Linked DNA regions of Mus musculus: region 1 is linked to region 2. Evidence: chromatin contacts called from public promoter capture Hi-C data. All regions are on one chromosome and are shown on one strand. Each heading gives the region's core, a stretch centred on a gene start, on an enhancer-like site or on the middle of the called end of the contact. The rest is flanking DNA. Distances are from core to core; before and after follow the strand shown. Region 1 holds the start of Enah (ENAH actin regulator). Region 2 holds the start of Cdc42bpa (CDC42 binding protein kinase alpha).

Region 1 (4,576 bases), core at 1,154-3,653, 2.1 Mb after region 2:
CGTCAGTGTGATTTCTCTATCTCTACAGCTAGTAAGAAATATGGCAAGAAAACAGCTTTCAAAGCATTAGTTATATTTCGCTAGAAGCTAGAACTTCTAAGTCCAGACATAACTTACTGAGACAGTGTATGATTTAAGTTTTACTAAATACTTCAAACTTGAATATATTTTGTTCACAAGCTTTCAAATAGCTTTGATCAAATGTTAAAATACCCTGCTTTATTTTGTCCTTTTAATGTTTTAAGAAAATTATTGCAAGTCTGAAAAAAAAAAACCAAAAAACTACTAACTACTAACTTGTTGGGCAAGACCTATATAGCATTATGTCACTAAAGTACAATCAACAGTATGTAATATTACCTGACAGAACAGTCATGTTTTTTAACAGTTCCTGAATTTTCAAGGCCACCAGTAGCTTAGCAAAAATGCACAAAAATATAACAGGTTTCTCAACTTGCATTTTACAAAGATTAATCTTGATTTCTATGCCATTAATTACTTTTTAAACATTTGAAATAAGTTGTATGAAATCACCCAGGAAAAGGGGTCACTTGGCAAAAATCTAACACTAACATAAAGATCTGTCACCCAGAATCAGAAAAATTCATAGTAAGCTTAAGTAAACACAGCACAAAAATATACTTAAAATTGTAACGGGTCTGTGTTCAACCCTGATTTTTTTTTTTTTTTTTGAGGAGGGGGATATAAAAGCTAAAGTTTCAAACAGAAATAAGGGGGGAAATTCCAATGACAAGATTTTCAGGCCAAAGAGAAGGAATTTGAAGATATTATTCAAATCTCATTTCATTACATTATAAAGGTCTTGGCAACCGTCGGCCATTAATCTTTAACACAAAGGAGATTCAAATCCAAATGAACTGAAAGACTATCTCGGGAGGGAGGAAGAAACGGAGGAATTTACTTCATCCACAATTGTTTAACCTAAAAGGGAGGCCTTTAAGGATGAGTACGCAAAATGCATCAGCCTTCAGTCTACGAGGTCCTATTTCTCACTAAGTCTTGCACCAATCCAAAAGCGGGAGGTTATGGACACAAAACAACCTTAGGAAAGGCTTGGGGTGGGTGGTCGCCAATGAGTGACACACCACATCATGGTTTATTCTCCTACACAACTGGAGAGACAAAAATTAAAAAACATCACACCATATGTTTCACCGTATCAATCAAAAAGCATTTCACCACGGTACATCCAAGACTTTCCTTTGGGGCTGAAAAATAAATAAATAATTGTATTGATTACAGAGGAAGGGAAACGCGGCCGCTTCTGCTGCAATGCAACACAGGCTGCTACGAACCGGAGAGAAGGGCTTTCCAAACAAAACCCTCCCCCGCCCGGGCTTACAAACCTCAACCAACTTATCCCAGCCTCACACTGTCCCCCGCCAGAGGAAACCTAGTAAATGCTCTCCCTTCCCCCACCATCGAGAAATGTTCACCTTTCCCCGCTCCTCCGCTTTACCCCTACCAGAGGCACTTTATTCCCCGCAGAGATTTCAAACCTTCCAAACTTTCCTCCCCACCCCCCTTTTAATTAAACACTAGAGCTTTGTACTAAAAGTGCAGAGAATTTTTACAGATGTACGGAAAATACCTGTTTCTCGGCAACGAGCACGCTACGACTACCGAGCCCCTCCCCATCTCCTGGGTTTCGTTAACCCAGGCTGGGGGAGGGAGGGAGGGAGCTGGCATATTGAATTGAGGAAGGGAAATCCTGGGTAAAAGAAGAGCATCGGAGGGGGACACCGGGAGGAGCCCCCTCCCCCAAATCAGAGCGGCTGGGCAGGGCAGCTGGACCGGAGAAACCCGAAGGGACAAAAGGGAGCGAGAAAGAGCCGGGAGAGCCGAGCCGGCGCCGCGGGCCGGGGCAGGCGGGTCCGCGCAGAGCGGTCGCGGCGCCGCGGCACAATGGCTGGCGGCCCGCGCGCCCCTCACCTCATGGTGCCGGCGGCGCCGAGGCTTCCCCGGCGCGGGAGCCGCCGAGCGGAGGGTCTCTTCTCAGGCGGGGAGGCGGACGCCGCGGGGACGCGCGAGCAGAGGCGGCTCCGGCTCCGGCGGCCGGGCTACACCATCTCCGCGCGCAGAGGCGAGGCGCCGGCCCGCCGAGCGCGAGCGACCACGGGCTGGGGACGGGGCACGGGGCCGAGGCGCCGAGCGGGTCCCCGGCGGCCGCCGCCTCCTCCGCCTGCGTCGCCGCCTCCTCCCCGCCGAGCCTCGTCCGCCGCTTCAGACGGGAGCCGCCGGGGCCGCGCGCCCGTCCGTCCGTCCGTCCGTCCGCCCGCCCGCCGCTCCAGAGGCCGCTCCGAGCGCGCCGCCGTCACCGCCGCCGCCGAGGCCGTGAGGAACCGGCAGCTGCTGCAGCCGCGGGAGGAGAGCCGGGCTCGCCGCGGGGCGCCGGGGGCGGGGCGGCGGAGGAGCACGCAGGCGCCGCCCTCCTCCCGCCGCCCCCGCCGCTCCCGCTTCGCCCGCTCCCCTCCCCCTCCCTCCCGGGGCGAGGGGCGTTGCGCACGAGGGGGCTGCGGGGCGGCGGCCGAGGCGAGGCGGCGGTGCGGCCACGGCCCTTTGTTGCCGCCCACCCGGCTCCGCGCCCCCCGCGGTCGGAGGGGGGCTCGGCGCCCGCTCTGCCCTTGACCGCGCTCTCCTGCCGCGGCCTTCCCGCAGCCCGGAGGCTGAGGTGAGGAGCGAACCGCGGTGGGGGGGTTGGGGGGGGCGTGACGAGCCGGGCGCGATCGCGGAGAGGACCAGGGCGCGCGGGCCGGCATCCCCCTCTGCGCGTCCCCGCCGCGATGTGATTCCCTCCCACCCACCCCCACCCGTGGGATGTAGGCGGGATGTAGGAGAGTTCCGAACACGCAAAACGTGGCCATCGTCGTCCCCCGGATTCCCGAGGACCCCCGAGCGTGCTGGACCTGGGGATCCGGCCGACGCGCGCACAGTACTGGGATGACTGCACAAACACACGCGCGCATAAACGCGCACACACACACACACACAGCTAACGCATCGGTGTCGGGAAACGCGGTGGCCCGAGGCACGCGGAACCCTGTGCAGCCGCGAGAGACGCAGCCCGTGGAACCCTTTCTGTCGTCACCAGCTGAAAGGGAATCCCGGCCGGGGGCGGGGAGGGATGGAAACTGAGGATAATTTTAAATGCTCTGTCTTTCACCTAGTCTGGAGCTCACCTCCTTGAGAAGGTAGATAGAAAATACTAACGCAGCGAATGGTTTAGTCAGATGGTGCAGGAGGCCTCTGAGAAGCCCGAATTTGGGGCGGGGGGTGTAGAATGAAAAACAGCAAATCCAATGATCTAATAAAATTTTTTAAAAACTGAGAGCCCGCTTTCGTGCGCAGTATACAGATGCCTAGACTAGGTTAGAAAGGGTTTTTGCAGCTACCCGATTTCTATTACATCCAAAATGGAGGACCTAGCAATACTGCAGGAATCCATTCAAAAGTTTGATGTTCCATATAAAATGAGCTGCGGTTCTAAAGATACTTATGAAAGCTGGCATTCTGGGCACTTTCAAATGACAAGCTAACGTATCCTATCCATCCTTGGTCAATGCCTGAATTGTCTGGAGAACAGTTTAACCTGTTTTAACTATGAAAAGCCTCCTGGTTTCAGAGCTCAACAAAGGCGGTTTGCTTTTTGGAAGGAAGCCCTGCAAGAAGCAGTGACCTAGAGCTGTGGCACAGGACCAGGGTGGCCTCGGGTAGTAAAAAGCACGGTGCCTCTGCTCTAAACATGGTGTACTTGAAGAACACTAATTTCCACCCACATAGCTAATTACAGCTTGCCATCACAGAGCATTTTATTCAAGGATCTCCAAGGACTGAAGAGAAAACAGCCCTGTCAGCCAAATGTCCTTGTTGCCCATATTACGAGAAGAGACAGAAATATACATCTCAAACAACCTCGTGTGTTATTAGTACAATAGCCGTGATTAGAAAAACATCTCAGCTCTGAGGTGCACTGCCTTTGTATAAAGGGCATCTGTATAAAATGCTTGCACCTCAAGTATTCAACAAGTTAACTAATGTCTAGAAAGAGGAAAAAAAGCACTAATGCCTATTGAATCTTCTTGGGGAAAGAATTAAGACACATTCAGCCAGAAGTCACCCCAGCTCTCCTTAGTTCATTCATACCAATATAGTAAGTACAACAGAGCTTAGGTTTCAGATAAAAGCCTTACCACCACCAGAAGAGGTGGAGATACTGCTGTAATGACTCAAACTATCTCTTGTCAGAGACAAGAAACACCAATAAAAATTCCTTGCGAATGACATCATAACCTGCTTCTCATTTTTGCTAGCTAATCCCATCCTGATCTAACGAAATCACCATCATCTTTATGCTAACAGCTGATGTCCCCATGGTATGAGTACCAAATTAAGTGATCCAAGAGGAAAATGCTATTCTTGTTTTCTGTGTTTATTAAAAATGTACCAGCCAAGAATGTTGGCTGCCTACACCCATTTCCATTCTTTTTAATGGCAGCTTGCCAGCTCACAAGTTGGTCACACCATTGCCTTCGGATTTAGATCTTGCATTGGCCAG
Region 2 (5,297 bases), core at 2,458-4,957:
GTCTGACTTTGTGTCCCTTGTGCAGAGGTTCCAAGTGCTCATGTTTGTGCTTAACTTCTTATGTGCTTTCTAGAGGAAATGAATACAGGTCCTCCCGCTTGCATGGCAAGAACCTTCTCTACAGAGCTATCTCCTCAGGTCCTGTTTGCCATTGTTGTAACTATGCTTATTCTTGAGTAAGAGGTACCAAGTTAAGCATAGGGCTGGTTGTTATAAATATTAATTGGTACACGGCTTCTTCTATTCTTAGCCCTGAGTTGGAGAGTGGATTGGAAAGCTTACACACTGTGGGCTGTTTAACCACACATGTCCTTTCTCAACCTACCATTATACCTTCTCGTCTTCCTTCTTTATTTTTATTTTTCCTGAAAGATAGGGGTTCATTGTCAACATCTTCACAAAACTCTGATTATTTCAACCACACTGGGTGTTTGCTGTGCAATACATTAAACCTCTGATTCTTAGACCGAGTCTCACAAAGACCTTCCCCAGGCTCTTTGCCTTAAGAGCACCCTGTGCCAGACAGCCTGGGTTTTGAGGTAGCACTTCAGGGGATGTACCACCACTGGGCCTGCCCCTTTCTTTGGCTTAAGCTCAGTTTCATTAACAAGCACGTTCACACTTCAACTAGAACATTTAAAATAACACCCGCACAATGTGTTTAGTGTTCAGTTAATTATTAAGTCTCTAAGCTTGAATTATTCAAGCAAAATTGATTGGGTTCAACCTTCTTCCTTCTCTTTGTGCTTTAAAAAAAAAACAAAATAAATTCTCTCCTCTCCTCTCTAAATAATTTGGAAAGGGTTATTTAATAAGTTTCAATACCCTGGTCTGTGGGTGGTACCCAAGGGCTAATTAGAATAGGTAGAAGGACAGGCAGCTTGAGTCTTTTGTTAAAAATTGTGTTTAAGACTGGGGTGCGGTTCAGTGGGCACAGCCTGTTTGCCACCCTGAATTCTTTTCCAAGCCCTGGGAAAAAAATAGCACCTGCAATCAATTCGTATATTTCTATTACTAGTTAGACATTTAAAGAGAACCGACAGGGTTCACCTTCCTCGACAACTGATTTCTAATTGTTTAAAAAAATTCATTTTACCTCTTTTATACGTGCATGCACATATCCCTGCGTGATTGTGGCGATCAGAGGGCAAGGCATGAGAATTGATTTCTCTACTTCTATCATGTTGGGCCTAGGGATGGAACTCGGGCTGTCTGGCTTGGCAGCAGGGGTTTTTCTTGCTGAACCATCTGGTCTCTGTGTGCTCTTTTAAAAAACTTTTAAAAACATTTTTATGACTTACTCTCCTGAGTAAATGAACTTGTTAAAAAATGTGTTGACTTCATTTTAAAAACTTGGTGAGGCTGAAGAACATTTCTTGACCTACATAGATGATTACAGACGATATAAAACTATCCCTTCCCATGCAACGTCTTTGTTAAAATGGTAGGGAAAAAAGACACCAATGGCAATGAAATAACAACAGTAACTAATGTCAAATGATATTATTTAGTTTAGGATCACATTTCACGTCTATAATTTTGTTACTAGTACAATTAAGGAACAGGCACACTCAAAGATTTCATGGCTGGAAATGATTAACCTTTTGTCTGAACCTATCAAGTATCACTCACATGTCAAGAACACATTGAAAATAATGCAGACCTTACTTATGCCAGCAAGAAGAGACTCGGAAAGTATACATTTCAGAAAAGATTCACTATATTCTGCGAATCACAGCAACTTTAACCTGAGCCGTCATTTTCTGACTTATCTAGGCCTTCGTTTCTGGTTCTCCCTGTTTTTGCATTACTGAGATGTAAGAATGATTCATTGCATGCGTTGCCACGGAAAACGGGTGTAGGGAAGGCATATAAAATAACCACGTTTTGGAGGAGGCGCTCACTTGGGGGTGGGGGCGATAACAGAAACGCAATATTCCGGTTTAGCTGTATCAAAAGTAGAACCTTCCATGAGCATTATGGAGGGAACTCTCTCAAAATCTAAGACCACAAAACCCTGAAAGGGCCCCACCAGCAGCAGGTGCCTTGGCTCTTCAGTGACTTGCTTTTTGCTGCATTGCTACCGGGCCGCAGAGTGGCTGTCCCCATACCTGAAAAGTGTGCTGACAGAGAGTTGTAGGTTTGGTGACAGTGACGAACTATGTTGATTGCGGGAGCTGAATCCCCAGGGGAGCTTGTCACCTTGGGTGAAGAATAACAGGCATGATCTAGGATATTTCTGGAGGAAAACATGCCAGGCTTCACATTGGGGGAAACTTTGGGAAACAGAAACGGGAATCCCTCTCCTTTGAGATCCCGCATGCACGACAGGGATGGTGAAGCAGACCAGTCTCTTATTATTTTTCCATCCTGGGGGAGTGACACAAACGCTGTGGATTAGGAACACCGGAAATTAGGAGTCTGGGGCGTGGGAAAGCCGAATGGGGGCAGGGTGGGCAGGTAAACAGCGTCTGGAGCGGCTGTCTTGTCTTAGAGCGGTTGGAAGCCGAGGGTACCCTTGCGGGACCGACGGCATCTCCGCAGAAGTGGAGGAAGAAGGCCGGCTGGGGGGTGGTCACCGCGGGGACCCCGGGCGGCGGCGAGGCACCGTGGCGCAGTTCCCAGCCCGTGCCTCACCGAGCCAACCCGTTCCACACCCGAGTCGCCCCGGGGGACCCCGCTTCCCTGGCTGCGGCAGCCGCAGCGCCGCGGGCCGAGGCGATCCCCCTCCCCCGGGGCTCGGGCTCGGCTGGGCCGCAGCGCGCCGCTTCCAGCGGGGTCGGGGGGCGGGGCGCGCCGCCATTTTGGATCCGGACGGTCCGCGAGCCTCCGCCTGCGCGCCGCGGCGCCGGGAGCGGCCTCGGGGAGCCTAGGGCGCGGGCGCGGGCGGCGCGGGCGCGAGCGGCGCGGGCGGGAGGGCGGGCGGGGGAGGCGGGCAGAGGAGGAAGGGAGTGGTTGGGAGCCGGGCTGCGGCAGCCTCAGGTCTCCTCAGCGGCGGCAGCGCCCCCTCCTCCCGCGCCTCAGCCGCCTGCGTCCGTCGGGAAAGATGCCCTCAGCCCAAGGCTGGGAAGAAGGGACTCGAGTCGCCGCCCGAACCGCGGCTGCCGCCCGCGTCCTCTGAATTCGTCAGCGCAGCCCCTCGCCGAGGGGCGGCGGCGGCGGCGGCCGCAGGGCGCGAGCGGGAGCCCGGGCGCTGCGCCCGGCGGCACGGCGCGGCCCGCCAGCGGCCTCCGGCATGGAGCGGGCTCGCGCGGCCAAGTAGCCGCCGCCCCCGGAGCCCGGCGCGAGAGCCGCCCGCAGCCCGCCTCATCCCGGCTGCGCCGCCGGCCAGGCCCCGGGAGAAGCCGGGAGGAAGATGACGCGTCCTCGCCGCAGTCCGCTGGAAGCAAGACTCGCTGCAAAGCCCTAGGAAGAAAGAGCTCGGAGCGGAGGCTCGGCGTGCTCCGAGCCGAGCCGGGAGAACTGCTCCGGCAGCTGCCCTCCCTTTGCCGCGGAGGACTCGCCCAGGCGCTATCCGAGTGGAGGTTGGGAGCATTTGCAGAATTTTTGGCTTTCCCTCCCCCTCCATACGTTGCCCCCTCCTCCTTTTTCAATTTTTCTTCTTCCCGGGAAGTGAATTGCTGATGCCAAGGGGACTTTATTCATTAATGATGCAACTGGATTCGTTTCAGGATTATGTTGCACGAATTGAATTTTGAATGAAGGAGTTTTTTTTTTTTTTTTTAAGGAGTGTTGACTCTTTAGTTCGTTGTACTTTTAATTATTATTTTATTTAAATGTACAATTTAATTGTATTATTCTCTTAAAATATTAAATCTATATTTTATGGAAACTCACCCTCAAGATATATATGTTTATGGGTGAAATTGGAGACGCTTCCGTTAAGTGAGGTGACTGGTGTATTGGATGTTTAATTCAGCACCGGCATTGCATGACAGTTGTTGAAATAACAAGTGGTTTATTTTTAAAAACCACATCTTTAAACTTTTAGGTTCAGATAGTAACAGTAGACATCGTAAGGGCATTTAAAAGAAAACCAGCAGAAATCGAAGCAAACATGTCCGGAGAAGTGCGTTTGAGGCAGTTGGAGCAGTTTATTTTAGATGGGCCAGCTCAGACCAATGGGCAGTGCTTCAGTGTGGAGACGCTACTGGACATCCTCATCTGTCTTTACGATGAATGCAATAATTCTCCATTGAGAAGAGAGAAGAACATTCTTGAATATCTAGAATGGGGTAAGTTTTCTTCTAATGCGTTGCTGGGCGTGAGCATTATTAACTATAGTGAAAATGATGTGTATAGCCTTAACAACAGAACAAACGCCTATTAGTCAAGACTTCTCTCTCCTAGTTTTTCTTAACTGTTTGCCAGGGCAAAGCGGTGCCACTTAGTTGTTGCCTGGTTGTTTGGCCTTGCTGTTTGTGAACTCACTGCGTCTGGGGGGGGGGGGGGGCGGGCAGCAGCAGGAGCTTCAGAAGGAAGGCTGGGATTGGCAGAATTGGATTATTGAGCACAGTTGTCACAACCGTTCAGTGGGAGGGTATTTGTTGGTTGGAACATTCCTTCCCAGTCTTTGAAAATCACAGGAGATTTGAGGAGATGCTGAAGTCCCTGTGTTAATTTTAGGACAACAGGAATGTGGAGGTGGTGATCAGGGGGTTTAGTCTCATCTCTGGATAGCACTGGCAAAGGAAAGTACTAAACATGGACTTTCCAAAAATCACTAGGTTCCTGAGAAATAATAGAAATTATGTGTATGTGTGTGTGTAAAAAGATGTAGTTGGAGGATGTTTGGAGGCAGCTCCACCTGCCTTAGATTTTATTCTAAATTGAATTTGTGTCTATACTGGCTAGATGTGACCCAGGTGACCTATAGTAGTGGACTAGATCAGTGATGCGGGCAAACTCTGCATGTGACCTTCAAGGCTTGTCTGAACTCCAGGAGCCTCTGATGTCACTCACTCGTGTGAGGGAAGTCTGACATCCAGCAGTGGCCATCACTGCCCAGGCTGGTAGAGAGTGGTACCATAGCTCTGGAAGGATTTAGGCCATTTAGAATTTTGAGCTGTTGAAATACTTTTAGCTAGCTAAATGATTTTTATATCGACGATCTTTATTCCCAAGTAAACCTTAATTTTTCTGAAGTAAAAAATTTAAGTGGCCGTTGTTGTTTCTGTTTTCAAATTCATTCAAAATTTGTTTCTCAAGTCAACTCCCACTTTAAGAATGCTAACATGAAGCAATTTGAATTCTCCAGTTTTCCAGTATTAGATGAGTGATTGCTAGTAGCACGATGT

What was found. Promoter capture Hi-C pulls out the DNA fragments that hold promoters and counts their contacts.
Region 1: a promoter capture Hi-C map of the C10 cell line shows a contact between it and region 2, with 4 times the contacts expected there. The contact joins the promoter of Enah here to the promoter of Cdc42bpa in region 2.

Annotation. Positions count from the first base shown.
Region 1 is chr1:182,017,577-182,022,152 of GRCm38.p6, forward strand. It overlaps Enah (ENAH actin regulator), which reads right to left and starts at 2,404. Exons shown (of 15, transcript NM_010135.3): 1 at 1,954-2,404. The coding sequence starts at 1,958.
Region 2 is chr1:179,957,053-179,962,349 of GRCm38.p6, forward strand. It overlaps Cdc42bpa (CDC42 binding protein kinase alpha), which reads left to right and starts at 3,708. Exons shown (of 37, transcript NM_001359541.1): 1 at 3,708-4,235. The coding sequence starts at 4,058.